Linked DNA regions of Danio rerio: region 2 is linked to region 1. The links are chromatin contacts, called in public Hi-C maps. All regions are on one chromosome and are shown on one strand. The core of a region is the stretch at or near the end of the contact, and the rest is flanking DNA. Distances in the headings are between cores, read along the strand shown. Region 1 holds the start of six3a (SIX homeobox 3a). Region 2 holds the start of ppm1ba (protein phosphatase, Mg2+/Mn2+ dependent, 1Ba).

The links. Hi-C and Micro-C count contacts between places; a contact is called where the count stands out from the background.
Region 2: a Hi-C map of hematopoietic stem cells shows a contact between it and region 1, with 2.4 times the contacts expected there. The contact joins the promoter of ppm1ba here to the promoter of six3a in region 1. A contact is called at or near these places in 3 of 18 Hi-C or Micro-C datasets (embryo and hematopoietic stem cells) and 1 of 4 datasets of contacts at active chromatin or transcription factors (embryo).

What each region holds. Positions count from the first base shown.
Region 1 is chr13:10,689,181-10,696,281 of GRCz12tu, forward strand. It overlaps six3a (SIX homeobox 3a), which reads right to left and starts at 3,193. Exons shown (of 2, transcript NM_131362.1): 1 at 2,386-3,193; 2 at 1-897. The coding sequence starts at 3,077. The coding sequence ends at 705.
Region 2 is chr13:11,159,861-11,166,961 of GRCz12tu, forward strand. It overlaps ppm1ba (protein phosphatase, Mg2+/Mn2+ dependent, 1Ba), which reads right to left and starts at 3,256. Exons shown (of 7, transcript NM_131398.2): 1 at 2,869-3,256.

The sequences.
Region 1 (7,101 bases), core at 1,943-4,442:
GTTCTTTTCATGGCATAAAACAGAGAAACAAAACGCCTAGCACTTAATAGTTACGTTTTGACGAATAGTTTATGTAGGGACACCAAGCCAAGAAAAGTGAACAGGGATAGAAAAGAGAATGGGAATAGCAATATTATTTACAGACGTATTTCTACACATATATTACAGACTGGGAGAATGATCGCATTATTTAAGATATACATAATTCAATATAAAATCTCGAAATAAAAATAAAAATCTGATACAGTCATAACGATTCAGTTCCACATTTGACCAGTACCCCACACAGGCAGTGACAGAAGTGTAGTAAAAAGGTGCTTACGACTCAAATGATTGTCTGATGAACATAAAAGAAAAAAAGGATTGCATCCTGGCTGCTCGTCGTCACTCGGACTAAAACAGAAAAAAAGGCGTTGGACACCGCTTTCTGGTAATTCCCTCTTCACGGTGGTCCTGGTAGACATAATAACGTGGGGCATTTCCCCATATACAAAAATGAGAAAAAATATATTTAGATATATATATATCATGCAAGTGGTGGGGTGGGGGAAAGGTGTGGGGTCCATTGAAAGCGCTTGAAAAAAGACGTGCTTTTATGCTTTTCTTTTTATAATAGTAATATCAATTGGTCCTTTTTCATCTTCCCCGATAATTAATAAAGTTTTTCAGGTCCATTCTCCTTTATATATTTCTCTGTGTGCGTATCATACGTCGCATTCCGAGTCACTTGATGTTACTGAAAGAATTGACGTGCCCGTGTCGACTCGTTCTGTCATACTCGAGACACTGGTTGTTGGACTAGCCGCAGTTGATGGCGACTCCGCCGAACTCCGTGGGGTGCAGCCGGATTCTGAAAGGGACCGCATGCCATTCTGCCCTATTGCTTGATGCTGGAGCCTATAGCAGAAAAATAAGAGAGTGGTATGTTATTTAAATTAAAAATTCCTAGGCCATTTTCTCCACCTAAATGCACCTTCTCTGTTAAACAGCATTTTTAATAGAAACGAGATATCTTAAATAAAGCGACAGTTCAACTTGCTAATTTAAAACTACTTGAAGGAAATGCTACAGCTACATTTTTGGAAAGCGGTTATACACAATGCACGGTCGCTACAAGAATTAGTCTACATACCAAAATAATAGCATGCTCATAGACTGTCGTCGAGATTTGATTGACTTGCTAGATTATTTTTTAACTTGCAATGGTACAATTAAGTATTAGTCCGATTTGTATGTTTACATGTTCAAATCAGCTGACGTCAGATGAAGATTAGTCTTGCTATGTTATACATGAACAAAAATCTCATAGTTCATTTGTTTTTTGTTTTTTTGGCGATGTGTAATTATCCAGTCAAGTGCTTTTTGTAGATCTATGCATTAAATGATACAATGATATTAAATGATATAAATCAGTTCCATAGTTAAATGTGCTTTTTCGTTCCCAAGATACACAGTAATATATATATATATATATATATATATATATATATATATATATATATATATATATATATATACACACACACACACACACACATTCATACATACATACATACGCACACACACAATACAATTTAAAATCAAAATACAAATAAAAAGATTACAGATTTAACAGTCATAGAACATAATAGTCCTTTGCAAAATGTACCACAAACAATTTTATTTATAATTGTGATTTATTTATCAGAGTATGCTGTGTATGTATATTTAAAAAAAATTGTATTTACATTATCATGTAGCAAATCTGTTGAAAAGAATGTTTGTGATAAATTACTTGTTAGAATTAATTGGTTACAATATAAGAAATATAAATCTATTCATAAATAAATTAAAATATCTTTAAAATCTTAAAGAGAAATGCTATAAGTATTTTTTTTATATTTCTAAATTTAGGAGTTATCCACATCTATTCTTTTGTATTATGCAAAAATGTATTGTGAATTTACGACCAAAGCTTAGTAAATTAAAATAGAAACCTTCACATGACTAAGACTATAAAAGGCTATTTTATAACTCAGCATATCTGTGTTGAGAAGCATAAACACGTTTGATTATGTGTTATTTTAATTATGTAAAATTTAATCAGAGGAAACATTTTTTATTAGCTTATATTTATAGTTTAAGGAAAACGATTAAATAGTTCTATCTTGCTTAAAGTGTTTGGTTAAGCCTTTCTAAACATTTTAGCCTACACAACTAAAAAGCCGTCGTTTTCGCTCCCTCATTTGTTGTATTCGTTATAATCTATTTGATTTTGTTTTAACTGCATCACTTCCTACGTTGTGTTTATGTATTTCCCAACAGATCATTAATAAGTATACATTTAATATCACTGTTGAAGCACACAATTTCTGTAGAACCGTATCAATACATAACATGACTGACCTGTTTTTTGCTGCCGCTGCCCTGTCTCGTTGTCTCCTGTTTTTAAACCAATTTCCGACCTGTGTAGGAGTGAGTCCAGTGGCTTGAGCCAGTTCCCTTTTCTTGCTGGGGTTTGGGTAGGGGTCCTGAAGGTACCACTCTCGTAACAGACTCCGCGTTCGCTCCTTGAAACAATGCGTCTTCTGCTCACCGTCCCAGATGGTTCTAGGCAGGGGAAACTTCTTTCGCACCCTGTACTTATCAACCGGTCCTAGGGGACGCCCGCGTAGTTTCTCGGCCTCCTGATAGTGAGCCTCTAGCCACATCGCTTGTAGTTTACCATGCGAGTCCTTGGTAAACTTGTGGTTCTCCAAAATGTGGTAGAGATCGCGAAAATTGCCGGTGTGAAAGGCGACAACAGCCCGGGCGCGTAGGATGGATTCATGCTTGTTGATCGCCTCGCAAGCACCCGGTGCCACTGGAAGCGACCATAGGAAGCGACCCAGCCGCTCGATGTCCCCGGTCTCCTCCAGCGTCTCGCAGACGCTCGCCACTTGCTCTGGAGAGAAGTTTAGGGTCGGTAGCTGAAACATTGACAAGTCTTCGGGAGACCTGGTGCTGGGCGCACTGCTCGCCAAGAGCAAAGGGCGATCAGCAAAGTTTGGCAGGAAGAAATGAGAGGGATAAAGCTCTAAAGGCGATCTGAAAACCATGGAAATGACCTGAGAGAGAGTGAAATTTGCGAAGGAAAAAAGAACGACGAATTCAGATTGAATGATTCAATAGCTATCGCCTAATGACACCAGCCTCATAATATCTCCCCCTAAATCCACCGTGAGTGTAGCATTGAAATATTTTGTTTCGCTTTTCTATTGGTCTTCTCGGTGTCGTTGTAGGGTTGTCATGGCAGCCCTGCCAATCACTGTCAAGCGTGCCAATCATTAGCCAGTACGTAGAGGCTTTCACCACTTCGGCTGCACGCACGGGGGGTTATCGGGAACTCCAATCTCAACAGCTCCCTCCCTCCCTTGACTCGTGTGAAGTCGAAGCAGACTCTCGCCTATTTGTTGAATGGAATGAGCAATTAGTGGGTGGAATATTATTGTGATCTTAACGAGGCTCGTTAAAGTTAAGAAGATATGTAGGGAGAGAAGGCAGGGGTGGGGTCTCGGGATGACTGTCACGGACACGGGAATTTAAATGAAGCGCTAAAACGGAATCTACTATAGGTGCACAGATAGGCTATTTCATTCTTTAGCACCACTAGAGAAGATATGCTACGATGTTACGCCGTGTCGCTTATCTCATGAATACAGCAGCCGCAAAACGCGTTTGAATTGTGTATTTAAAAGCATGCGCGTATTTGTGGCTAGCTCCCGGAACGTTTTGCATTACAAACGCGTCTCGACGATGTGACCGACCGCTATTCTCACAGTGACAACCGTCGCGCATTCCCGTGGCTGCGCTTTGCTTTTCTTTTTTGCTCGGAGCAAACCACTGGCGCGTAGCCCATACTTGTTTATGGAAGCACGTGATCATTGATTCGCATTTAATGTTTATTTCTTGTCAGTTAGCCAACAGGAGTTATACGAAATCAATTTTTGCACTCCTTTAAAAGTCGTTAAAATTCGAAATAAGTTTCACAAGAATGAAGGACAGTATATGTCACGGGGTTCGGCTTGCAGGAGCGTGCTGGAATGGGCTTCCTGGTTTGTATCAAATAGTTTGTGCTGAATAATATTTAAATAGTGCTTAGTTGCTGTTAAATTTGTGCGCGTTCACTCGATCAAGAACATATTGTGAGAACAATAAGAGGCGAGAGACTTACTTCATCTTAATGCTAAAATTATTTTCTGCATTTTCCACGATTGGTTAAAGTCCTAAATTTCTCTTCCAGGTCTTGAATTCAAATAGGTACCTAGGAGTTCATCTGATTATTTAAAAATATTTTGTTATGAACTCACATTCCTGTTCTGATTACACTGTCATAGATTTACACATGCACTGCAAGCTCGTGTGTGTGTGGCAGAAAGGGGCGGGGAAGAGGTCTTTATAGAAGTATTGGGTCACGTTGTGTTTCCAGGATCAAATCTGTTTGTTCTTCTGTCACAGGAAACTTAAGTGAAGTAATTCCAAGTGGCACTTGAAATGGTCCCTTTGGAAAGCTTTTTGGACAGGAAATAACCTGTTACTTCATCATTGGCCATATTTTAAAAATTAACAAGTTGGTCAAGTTATTTACCTTGCTATAGCTTATTGTGGGACTTGTTCTTAAAAGTTTTATTTTATTTATTTATTATTTTATTATTATTACTATTTGCATGGCACAGTTCAAATATATTTTGCAAAAACTTCGCGCAAATGGTGTAAAGTTTGTTAAATCACTTTGTTTAACATAACCTTTGTGTTCTTTAAGCAAGTAATTAGCATCCCCAAATAAGTTCATTCACCTGGTTTAATCGTCTGTTTATCCCCTAGCTTTCACTGCTCTGTTCTATGCCAAAATCAGCAGGGAGCGAGGTCCTCAATACCGCTGAACGTTTAGCTCCGTCTTTGTTTATTTACTGACAAAGACTTCGCAATAAGAAAGTAATAGCCAGTGGATTATCTCGCAGTTCAACGTATAGAATATGTATATTTGTTTTCGTCAAAATTGTAGTAGGCTATTTCTAATTGATCTGACATTAGACGATTTAAAGTTAACAAGTAATTTCGACTATTATTCTCTCTGAGAGAGTCATATAGCCCAAATAAAGCTATACGTTTTGTTACGGCATGCCAGAGATCACTGAGAAAAGCTTGGTCGTATGAGAAGGTAAGTAAACCATTTCTTAGCTCTCGATTCAAACTTGCACTCACTTCTTATCACACTAAAACGTGTCCTCCCATCCTCTCTCCAAATGTTGGCAACTACGCGGTTAACATGCATGAGTAATTTTGTGCATTGTGTGGTGAGTCGGGGACTTGCAAGTGTTTGAGAAGGAAAGGGCACGGGACAATGCCTTCTCCCGTTTAAGATTTTATTTTATTTTAAACGCTTTTTCTGTTTTTATACATCCACTTAGGTCATTACACACTGCCAAGCAGGAAATCGATCTTCATGTGACGGCGAAAGACAGTTCTATCAAGAGACTTCTTCTCCGGAGCGAAGCGATGGTTTGAGTCTTTCTTTTTCCTTTTTTTTTCTTAAACTAACTTTGTGATTTTCGAAACTTTGTTGTTCTATCGATTCTGATCCATTGTTCACTCATTTTGCCCTTACATTACATTTTTATTCGTTTGTTTTTTTCAGCGTTTTACTTGCTTTCATTCATTTATAAAATTAGAGACAAGCTGTTTTCTACTGCGATAAAAACAAATCCGTCTGAAACGGCTTGTTTGAAATGTGTCCATGAGCTCTGTGCTGCTTCAAGTGTGTAGCATGCGTCTTTGCATCCTATAAGTTTGAAGCATGTTATTTTAAAATAGCTAATTGTTCTGGAAGACTCACCAGAGAGTTGGTCGAGTTCTTAAGAATATTTAGGACTTTAGTAAAAGACACCAAGTAGATCATAATGCGATGGTGGTAGGTTAATCAGTAAGCATCGTTCAGAACCGCTTAGAGTCATGCATATTCCCAGTTTATCTGTTTTAAAGTTGTCATCCTCTGCCGGGACGTTGCTCTCCACTCAGTGAATCACGCGAGACAAGTGCAGCTTGCAGCGTTGTGGGGCCGTCGTAACGGGGCGCAAATGCCCCTTTCTATTCGCTCCGCTTAGGGTCTTAACCTCGGCTGTATTTTGAATCCGCTTGTCTTGTTTAATGTAGGTAACACAATGGAGGCGTTTTATTACTTCTGGCAATATGATGTCACACCTACTTGGGTAGGTAGCCAAGATACCATTTCTGGAAAATGTAAAAATGTTTTGAGTGACAAGTTTTAGATATGTTTTATTTGTTAAAGAATTATATTTTTAACTATTTTTGCGGATCATGTTCATGATCAAAATCCTCATGACTTACTAAATTTAGCATTTTATTAGGCCTATTTAACGCAGGGGGGTTGTTAATTCATTATTTGCATTAGCTATACAACATTTTTGTATATGTATATATTTTCTTGTTTGCCGGGGGAGGGACTCGACATTCTAGCAACATTTTCAACAGAGATGCCCCCCACCACCACCACCCCCCCTTTTTGTGTGGTCTCATTAAGTGGGCATCCTGCTAGGTCTGGGGAGTTATACGGGAGCTGTCCAATCACTGCATTTGCACGGCTTGTTAGCGACATTTAATGAGGGTTCTCTGCGAACCAAGTGAATGGCGCTTCAATGTTAGATTTACCTTGTGTCAACTCGTTACTTCTAATGAAGCCATTGGAGGTTTCGCTAGTGAATGGAGCCGGACGCCTGGAACTGCAGGCCCTCTTTCTTCCGGTTTCTCTTAGTGCTTTGGCTTGGACCAAATCCATACTGTGTGGTGTGGGTGGTGATGACGTGCACTGTGTTTTGGGGTTGGAGGGAGTAGCGAGATATTCTTATAAAGAGACATACGTTGTATCCATTCTGTTTAATTGATTATGTTGATTTTAAGACCCTATTCAGGATCAACGTAAGACCCGTAACCCTTGTTAGAGATAACCTAATTCTTATATCACCCTCCTCGCGATAAATGCCTTCAACCTCAGGCATGTACCACTACCGCAGTTCTTTATTATTCATATCACAATCTACAGATTTTTACACTGTTTTGACATTT
Region 2 (7,101 bases), core at 2,006-4,505, 470 kb after region 1:
TGGATAAACAAACTGAAGTCAACTTAATAAAAGAAAGAATAAAATACACAAGCAACAGGCTGATTTGATTCATGTAGTCTATAGAAATAACCTTAAAAGAAATTATTGGATACAAAGAAAATCAATTTAAAGCAGTCTTCAAAATCAATCAGGCAACATAAGTGCAACATAAAGGGGAAAATGTTATTTTGACAAACAGCTTAGACAGAAAACATCATAGAAAGATTCACTATCGGAACTTGCATTGCTCTGTGCAGATTGGTGTGATGAGGATCTGGAAATCTGCTCTGGTTAAGTTAAACTGATAACTGATAAGTAAAACTGATAAGATATTTGAATAAAGGTGATGCTGGCACTTTGTTTTCAACACTCAAAACTTCTGTAAATTGCTCTGTACTTTTGTGGTAAAAGAATGGGTGAAATTATCAAATATTTAAGAATGCATTTTAAATGAATATATCAAAAGCTGCAGCACATTTAATCAAATAACCATATAAACACTTATCTGTAAATTTTAAACTGCAAGTGATTATTTAAGCATAAAGTCTGCATGTTCTATGTGAATAAACAGTGTGGTTTTGTATACTACCTTCACACGCACTGACACTAATCACTAGGCATGGGACGCATCCCATGCTACACATTCAATATGTAGCATGCACTGCACTTTAACCAATCCATATTTAAAAGAATATTGCCTACAATTATGGGTACACCTATTCATTGTACATATTGCTGTCGATTTTACATTGTCCAGTCTTTTTTTTTTTTTTTTGGGGGGGGGGGGGTTATGCTGTTGTATTTTGCACTGTCTGTATTTTGCATTGTATTTGCACTTTCTGGAGCCAGCACCTAAGGTTTTCACTCATCTGATGTGATGATAACCATTTTCAATATATACTCAAGGTTTTAAAACCACCAAAATTTTCTGCTATACTATTCCTAAGTTTTTTTTTTACATTTTCTTTTTAAGACAACGGCATCTCTTGCAGAAAATATATCCAAAGATGCCTTTTTGAAACTAATGAATACAGAAGACAGTGATTCATTTGAATTATTTAGCCCGTTCGCCTCACAGAAAGAAGGTCACTGGTTTGCTGGTTCGATCCTCGGCTCAGTTGGCGTTTCTGTGTGGAGTTTGCAATTTCTCCCTGCGTTCGCGTGGGTTTCCTCCGGGTGCTCCTTTTTCCCCCACAGTCGAAAGACATGCGGTACAGGTGAACTGGGTAGGCTAAATTTCCGTAGTGTATGAGTGAGTGTGTGTGTGTGTGTGTGTGTGTGTGTGTGTGTGTGTGTGTGTGTGTGTGTGTGTGGATGTTTCGCAGAGATGGGTTGCGGCTGGAAGGGCATCCGCTGTGTAAAAACTCGTTGGATAAGTTAGCAGTTTATTCCGCTGTGGCGACCCCGAATTACTAAAGGGACTAAGCCGACAAGAAAATAAATGAATGAATGAATGAATGTTTACTGCTCCAAAATATCCAAAATGTTACGTAAAACAAAATATATTGTGTTCAATGGAGAAATGGGTGTTTATTTTTTACCAGATATTTAAAAATAATATATTTTAGAGCAGCAATCACAATACCGTGAAACCGTGGTATTTTTATCCAAGGTTATCACACCATCAGAATCCTATAAGTTACCGGCCCATGCCTACACATGACACATGGCATTTCAAGTCTCTGCAATCTCACTAATTGAGAAACTGAACGCATTTAGATTTTTTTTTAATCATGCTACTCATTATATTTTAATTTTGAAAAACATAATGTCAAAAATTATTATGTAATTATTGTTTGTCTATATCTTCATGACTTATGTTGTGTAGTTAGTATACCACAAAATGATAAGATAAACAATACTACATTTAACATTTATAACAAAGAATATATATTTAAGGGACTTTGTTTATAGCCACTAGATTAAAAATCTTAATGATAATTATAATTACCCACCAGAGTTTGCTGCAAAAGTCCCATCAACAGTTACTATCAAATTGCTGTTAAAATTTAAAACAAAACAACAACAAAACATTTCACATTGTTTTGAATTATATCCTAGCCCAAGTCATTCATTTGTTTAGAGAATTTAATGCAGGTATAGTAAGTTACACTGTGAAAATGCACAATAAGAAAAATGGTACACATTTATTTCTAACCCAAATAACGTAACCAAAGCGATAGAAGTAAAGTTGGTTATTATTCAGATAATCAGAAATTCTCTTAAATATAATTTCAGAAACATATTCTTTGCAAATTCAAAATTGGGAAATCATATTAGCAGCCAAATACTATCAAAGTACAACCATATTTACAGTCAATTAGATAGTGTTGATGTTGTTTTGAAGTCATACCAAAATGCTAATTCTGATTGAATATTCAAATTAGCGTGGTAAACAATACAGAGACAGTTAACTAACATGAACAAATGTGCGAATATAAACCAACTTTACCTCAATACCAAAGCGCATTTTATGCACTGATTAACATAGCGTTACAGTACTATTTAGTTTTTCTCTTTAGATTCTAAAACATATAACCCACATAAGACTTTATTAACTAAACCCCAGTAAGGCTGCTGTGTTTACTGCAGAAATAACGGATTGTGTTTTAAACCCCCCAACGGCACACAGCACCTGGGACATAACAGACACCATTTTTAACCTTCATATTGAGCACTAACGATACCCTAAACCTTAGACTGGGAAGTCGTTTTGTTTTGCGACACTAGAAGAGGTCGTTTTCCTAGAGCAGACAGCGATATAGGCTAACTAACTGCTCTTTGCTACAGCTACAAAACACGTCCAGTCCGGTAGATAACGGCTAGCTTGCTAATGTTAGTCACGTCTGACAGTGTGATGTAACTTACTTTCCACGTAGAAATTGATCCTCCGGAAAAACGCCACGTTCCGAGCAGCCGTCAATGTGTCTTTTTTTTCTTTAGAGGACACTGGTTAAACGTAAATATTTTGACGGTCGGTGATATTAGCTTGTGTCGACTAGCTCAGCTAAAGGTAAACCCAGCTAGCTGGCTAGCTACTGCGCTTCAATTCACACGGTCACTTTTGCATTCAGCGGCTCACGGCTGGGATTACGAGCTGTAACAAACATCTTTGACATACAGTTTCATTTTGACAAATCGAAGAATAGATGCGACCGTGTTGGTCGTCTGAGTTGAATTTCGAGCTGTGATAGCGTTTCTAGCTACATGGTAGAGACAGGTGACGTGCACGACTAGTGCCATTGACGGCCGCGCGCTCGGCTTCTGTGGGATGGGCGGGGCCATTGACTGTGTTTAACATGAATCTTGCCAAGAACTGCGCGGGTGCTGAATGAGGCCAAGAATTTTTTTTTATCAGATATTATTCATTTGGTTTTTATTCACAGCTATAGTCTGAGACCTGTTTCTTTCAAATAAATTTTTTGTGTTTTTTTTTTGTTTTGGTCAACTTAACACTCAAATAAAGTCTCAACACCTTTGAGAAAAGAAGCACACTACACCTACAGTATAGCATTCTTTTGGAAAAATATGCACAACTATTATGTAGAACTAAATAAGTTCTGCATCCAAAATAAGTTCTACAATCATGTTTACTTTAATCTATGGCTTTCCCAAACGTTCAATCACTTTTAAATTGCATGTGAAACAAGGAGAGCATGCGCAATACACTTGAAACATCTGTACTTTACTTTGGTTTAGTGCAGGATTTATCAGGGGTTGCCACAGAGGAACAAACCACCTTTTCGTTTTTCTGTAAAGGTAAATTAAGAGCCAATTTAAGAAGGGTACAAATTAACAGCAAATCTTCATTTTTGTGTGAACTGTCCCTTTTCATTGATTTTATTTGTTCATTTATCAGTTTTATTTCAGATTAGTCCCTTATTTATTAAGGGTCACCACGGTGAAATGAACCACCAACTATTCCAGCATATGATTTTACTCAGTGGACTCAGTACCTCATTTACACATACACTCATACATCATTCATTCATTCATTCATTCATTCATTCATTCATTCATTCATTCATTCATTCATTTTCTTGTCGGCTTAGTCCCTTTATTTATCGCCACAGCGGAATGAACCGCCAACTTATCCACCACGTTTTTACACAGCGGATGCCCTTCCAGCCGCAATCCATTTCTGGGAAACACTCACACACTCATTCACACTCATACACTACGGACAATTTAGCTTACCCAATTCACCTGTACCGCATGTCTTTAGACTGTTTCCTGGAGGAAACCCACACGAACACAAAGAGAACATGAAAACTTTACACAGAAACACCAATTGACCCAGCTGAGGCTTGAACCAGCAACCTGCGAGGTGACAGCACTACCTACTGCGCCACGGCGTCTCCACACTCATACACTACAGTCAATTTAGTTTATTCAATTCACCTATAGTACATGTCTTTTAATTGTGTTGGGGAGCACCCGGAGGAAATCCACATGAACATGGGGACAACATGAAAAAGTCTAAACAGAAATGCCAACTTTTGCCAAATTGCTGTGTGGCAACAGTAGCCTACAAACCAATGAGCCACCTTGACGCCCACTGTCCCTTTTATTTATTATTATTATTATTTTAATTCCATATGCAGGACTTATATATTTATTTGTACATGATCACTCCTCTGTTATTCCTCCTTGAAATACTATAAAGACATTAAAAGACTTATTGGCTAGAGATGAAAATTGTAGAGATGAATATGCTGTTTTACTTTATGAATGTTAAAACTCATATAAACTTAACTTTAACTGTTTTGATTGGTGACATCTTTCTAGATAATCTTTGCGCCTTCGCTGTGAACTTGTCTATTACTTTACAGCTATCCTCATTAATTATTAGTACTTGTAACAAAATCTGGTTCTCAGCGGTAATCTAGACGACACTTTGGTTGGTTGTGACAAATTTAGAAATGACTTATAGACACAAAATTCCAAATGAATGAATAAGCAAGATCTATCAAACAGTTATCATCTGCAAACTGTAAAAAAATTTAATAATAAAATACAAATAATGTTTATTGAAAAGCAAGCAAACAGACTAGATTTATTGACTATGCAGTGGTTGTTGATGTTGCACTTCAATTTTCAAGGTTGCTTGGAAATCTGGAAAATGTCTCCCTTCTGCAATATTCTCCGGATTCCAAGGTGGCTGACCACAATTAGTCTTTTCAAGTTCCTTAACACCCACAAACAAAGTATTAAAATCACCATAACAAATTCGTTCAGATCTGGCATTTTTCTTTACCTCAGAGTCCTGGGAGATGTTTTTCTTTGTTAACTGATAGCCTGCATGTTAGAGCCTTTTATATATTCCTTGAAAAATGAATGAAATTTTATCTGTACTATTCTACAAAACTACTAAAAATAAAGAATAGATTGGCTATATCAAAACAAATTAATAAATCAACCAAGAAATGATATCAGCAGACATAGCTAGCATTTATATGCTAATTTCTTTATTAATGAAGTAACAATTTTCCATTTTTATTCTACACTTTTCTAATGAAATATGTGTTATTTCAGTTGATATTCTCTCTAAACTCACTCTAAATGTTGAGTTTAAAATGTTACAACATTTAATGCACCCCGTCAAAGCCTACATAAATCAACATTTGCCCTTTATGATATATAAACTATGCCCCTCGCTGCTGTAAATAGCTTTCAGAACTGATTTGATGTGCTCCAACATTAGGCACATTCAAATCAAGAATTAAAACTCATCTGTTTAATTGTGCCGTTTCGAACAAGCACTCTGCTACGTCCAAAAGATTGCACTAATATTACATATAAAGTGCGCAGTAGGTAGTGCTGTCGCCTCACAGCAAGAAGGTCGCTGGGTCACTGGTTCGAACCTCGACTCAGTTGCCGTTTCTGTGTGGAGTTTGCATGTTCTCCCTGCCTCCGGGTGCTCCGGTTTCCCCCACAGTCCAAAGACATGTGGTACAGATGAATTAGGTAAGCTAAATTGTCCGTAGTGTATGAATGTGTGTGTGGATGTTTCCCAGAGATGGGTTGCGGCTACAAGGGCATCCATTGTGTAAAAACTTGCTGGATAAGTTGGCGGTTCATTCCGCTGTGGCGAGCCCAGATTAATAAAGGGACTAAGCCGACAAGAAAATGAATAAATAATCATTTTTATTTCTTAGTTGTTTTTATTTTCTTGTTTTTTTAATTCCTGTTTATGTAAAGCACTTTGAATTACCATTTTGTATAAAATGTGCTATAAATAAACTTGCCTTGCCTATAATATACAACAAATATACATAATGTAAATAAAATGATCTTTACTTCATAAGCTGGATCTGTTTTTGTGTGTTTTGCATCAAATTGAGCTTCCGCTGTGTTTTGAAGTCATAAAACAGACATCTTGTGTGTTCTGCAATACCTCATCAGTGTACATACTTATTGCCTCTTTGATGACATCACTGATTAGATCACTGCAGAACCAAAGCAGACTGATTAGATTATTTGAGAGGCAGCTGATGAACTCAGAGAAATGATCTCATCATTCTGCCATGAGTTTAAATATAGGGTGACAAGGATAGGCACTGTTGTCAGACGGGCTTAACCCATCAACTGCACTCAGCAAAACAAAACCATCCAACTGTACAAAACCTGCATCTATAAGTGTTGATGAAGCATTGTGATTGAGATTGCAGAGTGTTTCTTTTCGCGGAATGGTCAGAAGTTAACAATTCAGAAATAACAAAAATAAAAATGTTGCCATCATTTACTTAAAGTACCATATATTTGTTTCAAACCTGTTTCCCCTGTTGAACAAGATACTTTGAAGAAAGCTGGTAACCATTGACTTGCATAGTTTTTTTTTCCTAGCTAGGGGGTTAGTCGTTTCCAAATATCTTCGTTTGTGGTCAGAGAGAGAAAAAGAAACTCATAAAGCATTAGAACCAATTGAGAGTGAATAAATAAAATACAAATAAGTTTTCATTTTTTATGGGGGTGAACTATAGTGAAACAAGGCGGAAACACTGTACAAAAAAAAATCTGTTTTCTATATTTTGTAATTTATGTTTTCATTTTTTTATTTTTCCTTTTTATTTTTTTTTATTCTGCTTATTTTTCTGAGTT